3 separate regions of the Mus musculus genome follow, and regions 2 and 3 are each linked to region 1. A link is a contact called in public HiChIP or PLAC-seq and promoter capture Hi-C data. All regions are on one chromosome and are shown on one strand. Each heading gives the region's core, a stretch centred on a gene start, on an enhancer-like site or on the middle of the called end of the contact. The rest is flanking DNA. Distances are from core to core; before and after follow the strand shown. Region 1 holds the start of Wdr37 (WD repeat domain 37). Region 2 holds the start of Adarb2 (adenosine deaminase, RNA-specific, B2). Region 3 overlaps Dip2c (disco interacting protein 2 homolog C).

Region 1 (3,977 bases), core at 666-3,165:
GTAGTTTTATAAGCAATACAACAAACAATGTATGCTTTTATTTGAGATAATATAAAACATTACTCTCTATTTCATACTTTGGAGGAAGAATTTTAATTTTCTTTCAACAAGAAAAAACTGATTTATTTCAAAATAAATACCCGGTTTATCCCAAAAATGTTAGTTATACATTAAAAAGATGGTTATATAATTTGCAGATGGTAGTATAAACTATAAAATGTCACTGAACCTCCAAAAGTTCAATAAAGGTATTAATAATATTAATATTTTAAGTGTTGATTGTAATAGTACTTTTAAAATTAACTTCTAGAGGGCTGAATCAATGCAATATCTAACCAGTAACAGAAAAGAGAATGGTCTCTACACGCAACCTTGGAAATCTGTCACCAGAATTAAGTTACTTAAAATGTTCTGTCACTGATGAGATGAAGGCAAATGATGCACACTTATCGAGTCTAAGGATGGCACTGAGCTGACAGGCATCAGTAATTAAATAAGCTACCACCAAGAATTTTTTTCTCAATAACCAAAAAAGAAATTCAAATCTAGAAAGCATATCTTTCTTTGAATAAATCAGGACAGGACAACTAACAAAACTCTTAGTATCACTGCTGGGGGAAATACCCAACCCCAAGGATTTTACCTCAAATCAAGGGCAAAGTAAGATAACAGACCAACGTACCTATACTAAAGGAAGTAACATCTCAGAGTAAGAAAACCAAAGGAAGCATACTTAGGTCCTGTGTCCAGAAATTTATGCAAGAAGGCTTGATATACACTGCAAAAACGTAGCTGTCATAAACATCAAGGTCACACTGTTATTTCATGTGGCCACTGGCCACTGCTCTGCGTCTCCTATGGGCAACACTAATAGAAGGCCTCTACTTACTTTGGTCAGGTTATATTTATATATACTATGCTCAAGTATGTGGCTTAGGTGTCAAAGAGAATTTACAAACACTTGAAAATGTGATCGGCAAAGTAACCAAAACAGCAAGGAAGGTAGCATAATAGAAGATTTCTTAGAAAAGGGAGAAGTATCCTGGAGGCTTATTATCACCAGGTGTACTGCTTAGAGGTAAAAAGGTTTCAGTACCGCTTTGATGGCATACTTTGTAGGCCACAATAAGCAATGTAAAGAAAACCCATCTGAACTTCAAAGAAACTGCCTAGCAATCTACATCCGGGCAAGAGAGTGAGTGGTGTAGAGCTAACGGTCCTCGTCTTCAAGCACAAGAAACATCGAAGAGTTCAAGTTAGATGATAAAACCTCTAAGAACCTGATCAATCGTTCGGTTATGTCTGCTCGCGAAGTGAAATGGCATATTTATGCAACTTTTTGGTAAAACTGGCCCATTATGATGCCTTAAAACTTAGGAAATAGAAGTGTACGGGGAAGAAAAGGAAGTCTTCAGAAAGAGAAACAAAGGCGTGGCGGGGTTTTACCACTTCAGCATCTGCTTACCCCATCTCCGCCCCCCACCCTTCCTCCTTCCCAGAGGCCATACCCCGTCTTTGCGGGATCGAAGGCCACCATCTTCGAAAACTCTGGGCTTCCCACGGGACACAGACAGCCAGGTAGACGCCACTTGAGTACACAGGGAGCCAGAGAGAGTGCGCAGGATTAGGACTGTATCCTTCATCCACCTCGAAGCCTCGTCCCCACCGCCACCCGGACACCTGACATCCCCCGAGCGCCCGAGAAGGATGCCAAGCCAGACAGCTGAGAAGATGGCGTCACCTGTCACAGCAGCAGCACTCGCGTCCGCCTGGAACCAGCCTACGTCGCACTCAATTCGTAGATCCCCCCGCGACGAGGCTCCCGAGGCAGACCCAGAGCAGGAAAAAAAACCGGCCGATTCCCGCACTGACACAACCCGGCGACCCGAACTGGCGCGCCCGTACTTCCGGTAACTGCGGAAGTCCCGCCCTCAGAGATGGTCCTTAAAAAAAAAAAAACAGACCGGAAGCTCCGCCCCATGCCCAACGGCTGCGGAAGTTCTTTCCTGGTCTCCTTCGCTCAGTCCCACAGGCTTGTTCCGCGGGATAGTCTCCTGTTTTGGCTTTCGGCTTTGACGCCGGGTCCTGGAGACCTAAACTATGGCCTAGCAGCGCGCTGAGCCAAGACCCAGCGAGTGACTGCAGAACGAGTATGGCGTCCCCTGGTGGCGCAAGTAGGCTCAGCGCTTTCCCTGTTAGGAGCTTTCCCAAGGTGCTTACAGGCACTGCTAGACCCCAAATTCTGCACCACACACTAACGGTACACGCGATCCTTGCACGAATTGCTCCCCGAGACCCTGTAGCGTCGGTAACAGGGAGAAGCACACACAGCCTCCCGGACCGTGGGTACTTACCACTGCAGGGATTCCGGTGAGGGGTCCACGGTCAGGCAGGTTTTAAGTCCATCTGTCCTAAACACTCGCACAGCCCAAAAACTGGTAAGAAAAATAATCTATTAAAATGCAAAGTCGAGTGTACTATTTAACGTAATCGCTTTCAGAATCTCTCAAATCCAACTGCTTTACAGGCTGATCTGCTAGGAATGGCTCCTCAGGCAGGGCTCAGTGGGAGTCTTGCTAGCTGGCTGCAGGAGAGCCTGGTAGAGATAGAACTATTAATATTTCAGCTTATCTGCAGAAGATGACTCACCCAGTTTCCTTCTGAAATATCTGATCACCATTGGCTAAGAGGGGAAAATAGAATCAGCTGTTCACTGCAAAAGGTGGGACTTGAGCCGCTTTTCCCCGTTAATCAGGGTTGGGAAGACCTACATAGCAGAATGGAGCTGTTACATAAACAGCCTTGTCTCTGCGAGCAACTTGAACTAGATGTTTAAAACTCACCTACAGTAAAAGCATGATAGTATTTTCCTTCTATATGGGTCAACATTCTTCCTATAAGATAAAACTGAAGGTTCAGATTCAAGAAGCAGTAATGCAAGATGTTTGCTGGAGAAGAAATAAATTTATCGTATTTGGAGACTCGAATAACCAAAACATTCTGTACAAGAAATTGTGGGTTACTTGTGTATCAAGTATAATATTCAGGGGGCTGGAGAGATAGCTCAATGGTTAAGAGCTCTGACTGCTCTTAAACTGAGTTCAAACCCCAGCAACCACATGGTGGTTCACAACCATCTGTACAGCTAGAGTGTACTTGTATACATAAAATAAATAAATAAATCTTTTTTTAAAAAAAATATAGTATACAAAGCTTATCACTAGTAACAGTCTATAAATATGAACTGAGAAAAAAAAGATTTGGCTTCTCAGAGAAATCACTGTCAAATTTGGAGGCTGTGATATTTATTTAAGAAAATTTTAACTAGTAACAAAGAATGCATAAGACATTCTGCTGTTAATGATAGCCAGCAGAAAGTACTGTAAAGCATAGTTCCATATCCAAGTAGCATTCCACTAAGTTTGCAACAAAGCAGCCACATTTGGGTGCCACTTAAGATACTTTTAATGGAAGTACATTTTATCTTTGGTATATTTAGAGTTCCACCAAAAAAAAAAAAAAAACAAAGCGTGGTGGTTTTAATAAAATGGCCCCCATAGGCCTAGAGGGAGTGGCATTATTAGGAGATGTTGCCTTGCTGGAGTAGGTGGGATGTTGCTGGAGGAAGTGTGTGCCTGAGAGCAGTCTTTAAGGTCTCAGAAGGTCAAGTCTGGCAAGTGAGTCTCAGTCTCCTACTGCTTTCAGATCAAGAAGTAGAACTCTCAGCTCCTCCTGCAGTACCATGTCTGCCTGCATGCTGCCCTTCTTCCTACCAAGACAAGAATGGACTGAACCTCAGAGCTGTAACCAGCTCCAGTTAGATGTCTTTTGTAAGAATTGCTGTGGTCTTGGCGTCTCTTCACAGCAAGGAAACCCTAAGAGGTAGCTGTCTGTTAAGAGCACTGAGTATTCATGCAGAAGACCCAGTTTCAGTTCCCAGCACCCACAGGTTACAATTGACTGTTGTTGAGGTTCAG
Region 2 (3,977 bases), core at 1,008-3,507, 670 kb before region 1:
TGATGAATGCGCTTGTTGCCTCTGGGTTGACCTCATGTCATGTTTATTTAGTTCATCTCCAAACAGTCTCTGAGCCTGGAGCAGGACTGGTTTGTTTTGTTATTATCTGATGTATCACAATCCAACATAGTGTCTGTTCTTCTCAAAGTACATCACAAAATCTCTATACTATAGTAACCCTCACTGCACTTCCACAGAACCTCAGCCTCTGATGTGTACAGTCCGTGACAGTGTCACATGCTTTCTCGGTGCTCAGGAGAGGTCAGCAGTAGCACTGAGCACTCACGTTGCTTGAAGGGAACTCTTGAACCCAACCCAGAGTAGAAAGACTGATGTGGCTGCAGCCATCCCTTAGTAATACATCTCAACCAGGAAGTCAAATAGTCTAAAAGAAAAGAAAAAACACAGGTTCTCTATCTCAAAGGCCTACCTGTAGAAGCCTCTTGAAATTATTCATGGATAAAATGAATAATCAAGGAGTGATTGTTGTCTGCTAGTTATGGTCTAGAGTAGCTGAAAGGGATGAATGGATTCATGGAGGGGTGGTGGTTCATATCCCCATTTCACAGAGGAGGAGACTGAGGTACAGTTTCAGTAAATGAGTATAAATGGTGAAGTTAAGATTTAAAATCAGCCTGGCAGTGGTGGCACACACCTTTAATGCCAGCACTTGGGAGGCAGAGGCACATGGATTTCTGAGTTAGAGGCCAGCCTGGTCTACAGAGTGAGTTCCAGGACAACCAGGGCTACACAGAGAAACCCTGTCTCGAAAAAACAAAAACAAAAACAAAACAAAAAAATTTAAAATCAACTGTCTCTATATGTCATCAATCAAAGCTGAGCAAGGACCTTACCACTCACTCACTAATGCAGCAATCCATGGACAGCCTAATTACTTCCAATGTTCCCTGGGAGAATTATTTCTTACATAAGAGAAACACTATGAAAATACTCAGGCCCATAAGGAGCTTGAAAAAGGAAATATGGAAATGAGGAAACCACAGAAACAAAACAGTTTTCATGTCCTCCTCTTAAATCATCCCACTGAACTTTAGAGTGAACTTTAGAGTGGTTTATCAAACCAAACTTATGATGATTAACAATTGATGATTTAAATACAAGATGCCAGAATGGTTGCTGGAAGATATTCTTCTTCTTAAGTCTTATGTCAGAGTCTGGGAATCAGTCATTGAAACCTAGTATATCCCTGAAAATAAAATGGTTTAACATCAATTTTAATTTGCAGGCCACTTCTTCCTCAACATTACATTCTCTATGTAAATGTAACAATTTCTATAGACTATCTTCCTCCCTCCTTCTGTCATTTCCTTCCTCCCTCCCTCCCTCCCTCTCACCCTCCATCCCACCCTCTCTCCCTCACCTTCCTCCCTCCTTCCCTCCCTCTCTCCCTCCATCCCGCCCTCTCTCCCTCACCTTCCTCCCTCCCTCCCTCCCTCCCTCCCTCCCTCCCTCCCTCCCTCCCTCTCTCCCTCCATCCCGCCCTCTCTCCCTCACCTTCCTCCCTCCCTCCCTCTCTCTCTCTCTCCCTTCCTTCCTCCCTCCCTCTCTCCTTTCCCACTCTCCCCTCCTCTTCTCTCTCCTGGTCTCTCCTGTGATTGTTCTTCCTTCAGTGAATCAAACACCAGGAGGATCCCCTCTCTATAACATTCGGATGAAACCCTAGCATGCTTTTTGATGCATGTTCCTTTTCCTAAAGGAACAGCCTTGGGATATGAAAGGGAGGTGAAGTGGGAACTGAGCATAACAATCATGCAAACAGACAGAAGCGCCGGTCTCTGAGTAAACAATCCCTAAAGAGGTTGTCTCTTTGGCACTTAGAAATCTCAGCGTATTTCTGAAGTGAAGTCCTGAACAGGGAGAGATCCTTCCCTCTCCAGACAATGAGCATCTTAGTAAGTTAACTAGTTAAAAACTGCTAGGTTTGAGAAATCGGTCCCTGCGTGTTTTGAGCCTATCAAGTGGTTGCAGCAAGAAGCCTTGACATCCCAGGTAGTCACCCTCCTGCAAACTGCCCCGCTGGACTTCTCCCAGTAAAACCAGTTCGGTGTGATTGTGGCTTCCTCTGAAACCTTCCTTTCTCCTGGGCGGCTCCATCCAACCGAATGGGAGCTGAGTTTGCAAGCTACCAGAGGCGGTAGAGCTGGTGCTGCTGATGTCAGAGCCAGAAGACAGTTGTGATTGGATCTAATTAGACTTTGCGGCAGCAAATAGACGAGCTCCCTGCATGATTGGCTTTAAAGTGGATGGTGCCAAACAACTCGCAGAGGCGCAAAAGTAGCAGCTCTGCTTCTGGAGCCCAGACGAAGAGGAGAGAGCTCCAGGGCGCTCAGGACGCGCGGGAGAATCTTTCCCAGAGCTTTCAGCCTAAGGAAGGGTTCAGCTTTCCAGCGTGCACCCGAGGCTTCCAGCTCATCCGGAACCAAGGGACGGGCAATTATAGAGAAGGTGCTTGCTGAGGAGACCAGTCCTAAAAAGTGAGCCTGAGACTTGATTTGCAAAACCAGAAACACTCCCGACTGCGGCCGCAGCAGCAAGACTAAGAAAGGTGAAATTGCTGAAGGACCAGCTCCTCTCTGGGTCTCCCAACTGGCATGGCATCTGTCCTGGGGAGTGGCAGAGGGTCTGGAGGGCTAAGCAGTCAACTCAAATGCAAGTCCAAGAGGAGGAGGAGGAGGAGGTCCAAGAGGAAAGGTAAGAAGCTCGCTCTGTGAGCGCTCCCGGTGCTGGTGCCCGCTGCAACTCTCCCCTGTCTCTCCCCCTCGTCCTTCCTCAGATCTCGGTGGCCGCTTGTAGGTTTTCTCTTGTCTTCACTTTAGGATGCTTCTGGGATGTCCACCTTGAGTAGGGCACTTGTGAGTTCAAATCTCTTTGTAAATAGCCTGGGGGCTTTCCTCAAGCCAGGAAATTACAGCGAGCCAGCCAGCTGCTCAGCGGAAAATGTTTGGCAGGAGACACTGGGAAGAGAGCAGAGAGGGCTGAGCTGAGGAGCATCCATCCTCTGATGCTTGTATCCTGGGTACCACCGTCCCTACAGGAGACCCAAGGCTGGCACTTAGACACACTTGGAGCCAACAGTATCACAGGGTGCCAAAAGAAACACTCACTTAAGCCAACACACATAAAAAAGGGAAAGAGCTCTCGTCCCAGCTCCTCCCATCCAAATTGTCTCAGAGGAAAAAAGAGGGCAAAACCCTGGCAATTGCCTTCCCAAATTGATTGGCTTATTTTTTTTTTTCCTTAGTGAGATATCCAGTGGCCATGTAAACACTGGCATAGACAAAGAGGACAAAACACGTCCTTGCAGAAATTACTGCCTAAAAAGAAACGAATGCTGTGTCTTACTGGTAGCAAAAAAAGAAAGAAAATTACATCTTGCAAACCAGAAAAGAAGAGGGAACCGGGTGGCAGGTTGCAGCTGACAAACTCAGGCGGTGCCTTGTTACTAATGTTGCTGGAAATGAGTTCACATAACTTAGTCAATGTCACCACAAGCGCAGGGCTTTCACGCAAGGATTTGTGTCAAATTAGCAATTCCTCCAGCGTGGTAAGCAGTGCCCTAGAATGCATCTTTAGCTCATATGCACAGAAGGATAAAAGATGATTCCAAAGTTGTCCCTTCTTTCTCAGAGAGGGGCTTGCATTGATGCTAGTTCTTTGTGAGTTTGTAGAAGTTCAGTGTTCTTACCAGTATCTGAAAGGTGTTTTGGTTTTCTCTAGTTTTTAAAATGTTCGTAGTGTTATGCAGAACGGACACAACTTAGCGAATTGACTTTTAAAAATTGTGCTCATGCAGGATACACAGGGTAGTTGTAGTAACCCTCTTAGAATATCTGTCTATAGATTAGATATGTTAGAGACCTTAAGATAAGTTTCTTCTAGATTGTTTCCTAACTCTTCCTGAATCCCATATGATTCCTAATAGCACAAATTAATCAAAACATAAAACTCTGAAGCAA
Region 3 (3,977 bases), core at 694-3,193, 580 kb after region 1:
AGCAGTGAGAACTTGCAGGACTCCTTCTTTTCTCCCCGCTGCTTCATGATCATTTCTTTCTCTGTAAGCCAGAATTAAAAGCAAAACAAAGTTTTAGCCAGGAAACATTACAAGGATCTATACAAATACTTCATACCTGCTCTTGTGCCAATGGGTGCTGGGCAGGGGAAGAATGAAGGGGCAGGGACTGGGAGGGAATTCTACCTGCAGCCCGCCCGCTTCCTTTAGAATGCTGAGCTACAGAGTGAGACTTTGTTTAAAAACAAAACAAAACAAAACCCAGCAAAAGTCATGTCACTAAAATTGCAAATGTTATGATTGATTTTTGATAAATGAACTATGAGCAATAGAATCATACTGATAAATCTTTAGTGTGCATAAATGCTTTTATATATTTTTATTTAATTTTGACATTATTAAATAAAGTGTACTGTGCTAGAGCAAAAGGCTGCTATAGGAATGTAACTGGTATAGTAGCTTAAAGAACAGAGAAGTTTTCTATGAAAATTGTTTATGGGGCATGTTATAGGTCATGACTCTGCTCTATAAGGTTATCCAAAGATACAAACTCCTTCCTCGAATTCCCAAGGTCAGAGCAGAATACTCTTGTGATTTGTGTGGTCGGATGTAGAAAGCTCTGCTGATGCTGGTAGGGATAAGAAAGAGCTTGGATGGAAGGTTTAACCACCAGAGCCATCAAATTCTTAGGAATAAAGAATTAGTCATGCATTGGAAGATGGCACAGTGATGTGTACATACCCACATGTATGAGTATGGAGATCATAGATAATCCTCAGATGTGTTCCCCACTCACTCACTGGGAGAGAGGGAGAAAGGGAGAGGGAGAAAGATAAATTTTTTACATATATATAAATATGTAATACTATGTATGTTCCATATATAATATGTAAATTAAATTTTGTGTGTTTGTGTGTGTGTGTGTGTGTGTGTGTGTGTGTGTGTGTGTGTATTTGCCTGAATGTGTGTCCACTGTGTGCATATGGAGGCCAAAAGAAGCCTGACCCCCTAGGACTGGAGTTAAGTGTTGTAAGCTTTGATGTGGGTGTTACAAATTGAATTCCAGTCTTCTGGAGGGAGTAGCAAGTGCTTTTAACTGGTGGGGTGTTTTTTTTTTTTTTCTATCCTTCTATCTTATTTTTTTGAGACAGTCTATCATTGAACCTGGAGCTCACTGTTGGCTAGACTGTGTAAGCAGAAAGTCCCAGGGACTCTTCTGACTCTGTTATCCCTAATACCATGAAGACCCATCACTGTGCCTGCCTTAAAGTGGGTGTTGGGGATGTGAATTGAGGTCCTCATGCTTATATGCAAGCACTATTTCCTTAGATCGCTGGGTAGGTAGTAGGTTTTGATGACCCTCTGACATCTCTTACAGTTGGTTTAGTGGATAGGAATGGGAAGAAGTGATCGAATATACTGTGGCATGCTATCTTTTTCTTTCAAAGTTGATTTAATCTTCTTGCTGAATTCTGCTGTGAAGATTAGCCTGGATTGTATACCAGTTTTAGAAGAGCAAGAAACATGTATGTTTCTTAAATTGGTTTAACCATTGTGTTCTATAGTTCTCCTTGTATGTATATCTATGTAGTTATTAATTTGCTAGTATATAGAGTATTTGTAGAATTCTATTCTGTGGAAGTTACTTCCAGTAAATCTCTGCTAGTATTTGAATATTTAGGGGGAAAAAAGCAAGTGTAGCATGATATTTAAAAATTTTCTTTTTAAAATTCTTCTTTTCAAAAGTCACACTAAAATTAGAAAGCATGCTAAAGTTTATAAAGGTAGCGATAGAGATAAGGAAATAAGAATTCCTGAGCTGAGTGTGGCAGAGCTTCCCATAGTTTTAGCTATGCTGGCCAACAGAGTAGGAACTGATTCTGACCAATCAGCTGTTTTATGTGCATAGCAAAGCAACCCACTGAGAATTCCAGAAGGGGAAGCATTTTGAGGTCAAGTCTGGGTTCACTAGAACTAAGAGCTCAGAGGTCATTGTGAGCTGAGCTGTGAGCTGGGTGAAGGCTACAAAGGTGCAAAAGAATCCAGGCTTCACGGGATCAGAGGACTGGAAGTAGGGAGTTGACAGCACTTCGGTTGGATCCTCATGCCGTGGTAGATTATTATTGACAGGATGCCTGCCTGTCAGTGGACCCTTTCATTGCCCCACTGACTTGCATTACGAAGTCTAATCCCTGCTCTCTATGGCCTTCCTCCTTTCTAGGTATCCCAAGACTATCCTTCTTAAAGAGATATTTATGGGGAAGTTATTTGTTTCCTCCAGCTGGACAGTGTTAGAACCTAGTGTCTGAGACCTTCACTTGACACAATGTCACTTGACACAGTGCTATTTGAGCTACTTGAATGAGTCACACCTCAGAGCATCAGAGCATTGTGCTGACTTCCTGGGGAGATGGTACTCCTGGGGGATTTGGAAAGTCAGGAGTCATGACCTACTCAAGAATGAAAGTTTCAAAGTTTAGGTATTGACATGAAATGAAATGCCTTTGGAAAATTACTCATGTAGAAATAGTCAAAGCTTTATTGTTAGATTCTTGACATGATAGAATATTCTCACTTGACATGAATTGTATGAAGGAGTATTGAGATAGAATGCAGGGTTATTTCAAAAAATGTTGCAAACCTGCTTTTTTTTTTTTAATTAGGTATTTTCTTCATTTACATTTCCAGTGTTATGCCAAAAGTCCCCTATACCCTCCCACCCCACTCCCCTACCCACCCACCCCCACTTCTTGGCCCTGGTGTTCCCCTATACTGAGGCATATAAAGTTTGCAAGACCAATGGGATTCTCTTTCCAATGATGGCTGTATGAAGGAGTATTGAGATAGAATGCATGGTTATTTCGAAAAATGTTGCAAACCTGCTTTTTTAAAAATCAGTTTTTTTTTATTAAATGCTATGGTTTTTGGTTTGGTGGTTAGAGCTGGAGATGTGATTCGAAAATTATGGATATGATAACATATCTATTTAATGTTGGTTCTGGGCAATAGGCAGTTTCTGTTTGTATAAAAAGGAAATTTAATCATGTTCACAGTGGTATTACTTAAAACACGAGGCTTTTTTCTTTTGTATTAGCATATAAATAGACACATGTTCACATATCCATGCTAAGTAGACTTTTTACTTAGGTAACTTGTTTTATACAACAAATAAAACTTTATTAGCATAAAACAATCATAGAACCTGCCCTTAATGCCCATTAGTGAACTTTACAAGTTGAAGCTAAATTGCTGTAGGTTAATGGTGATAACTAGGGCTCTTAACTGCTCCAACAGCAGAGAGCTGTTTGTGATGTATGTTCTACTGCATTTTCCTGCTCTTGATAATCCCAGTTCCAGGTAGTTCTATTTCAGGTAAATTCTCTATTATAAACTTACAGAATTTCTGCATTCAATTTTCCATTGATTCTATTTATAAGTTGAGTGCACACAAGCAAAGAGAGTAGGAGCTCAACAGAGTGGTACAGGCAATTAAGGGGGAATCAGTATACCAGGTGCTGCTGGGAGGGCGGTAGTGTGTGGGAGTGTTCACTCTGCCTCCTGCAACCTCTGTCAGAGCTTCTGGCAGCAGCATCTTGGGGATGCAGATTCCTAGATGTAGAACCAGAGGGGTTGGAATTTGAGCTGGGGTTTGAGGGCACTGAATTTACTCCCCTCCAGGAAATTCTGCCTCAGAATCAAGACAAATGACTCAGTGTTTATCTCCTCTAAGAACTTAATATCCACTATAATGAAGATTAAATGGTATAGCTAGGTGGGTGCACTCATTGGTTCCCAGCATGTCCACAAAGCAAGATATCTGTTGCTGTAACTTTTGCCTAAAGTAGGTAGCAAGATGCTTAATGTGGTTTATTGCTGCAGTCCCATGGAAGCAGCCAAAGTCTTCAGGAGTGTCCGGTCCCTGGCTCCTTTGCTTTCACAGCTGGGAGGACTCTTCTGTA

What was found. Promoter capture Hi-C pulls out the DNA fragments that hold promoters and counts their contacts. HiChIP or PLAC-seq counts read pairs in DNA pulled down with a chosen protein or histone mark.
Region 2: a contact with region 1 is called in a promoter capture Hi-C map of neural stem cells. The contact joins the promoter of Adarb2 here to the promoter of Wdr37 in region 1. A contact is called at or near these places in 2 of 39 promoter capture datasets (hippocampal neurons and neural stem cells) and 1 of 115 datasets of contacts at active chromatin or transcription factors (embryonic forebrain).
Region 3: an H3K4me3 HiChIP or PLAC-seq map of bone marrow-derived macrophages shows a contact between it and region 1, with 3 times the contacts expected there. The contact joins the enhancer-like site here to the promoter of Wdr37 in region 1. A contact is called at or near these places in 3 of 39 promoter capture datasets (the HPC-7 cell line, liver and pre-B cells), 1 of 484 Hi-C or Micro-C datasets (the HPC-7 cell line), 4 of 115 datasets of contacts at active chromatin or transcription factors (bone marrow-derived dendritic cells, bone marrow-derived macrophages, embryonic stem cells and 1 more) and 2 of 9 other capture datasets (liver and macrophages).

Annotation. Positions count from the first base shown.
Region 1 is chr13:8,869,129-8,873,105 of GRCm38.p6, forward strand. It overlaps Wdr37 (WD repeat domain 37), which reads right to left and starts at 1,916. Exons shown (of 14, transcript NM_172445.3): 1 at 1,742-1,916.
Region 2 is chr13:8,200,609-8,204,585 of GRCm38.p6, forward strand. It overlaps Adarb2 (adenosine deaminase, RNA-specific, B2), which reads left to right and starts at 2,258. Exons shown (of 10, transcript NM_052977.5): 1 at 2,258-2,712. The coding sequence starts at 2,613.
Region 3 is chr13:9,452,603-9,456,579 of GRCm38.p6, forward strand. All of the region lies in intron 1 of Dip2c (disco interacting protein 2 homolog C), which reads left to right. Among named protein-coding and RNA genes, the nearest start is that of Dip2c, 180 kb to the left of the region's middle. Within about 2 kb of position 1,944, at least 18 of the 459 cell types and tissues checked have an H3K27ac peak or open chromatin away from gene starts, as enhancers often do. A contact at or near this core is called in bone marrow-derived macrophages, where this site is marked.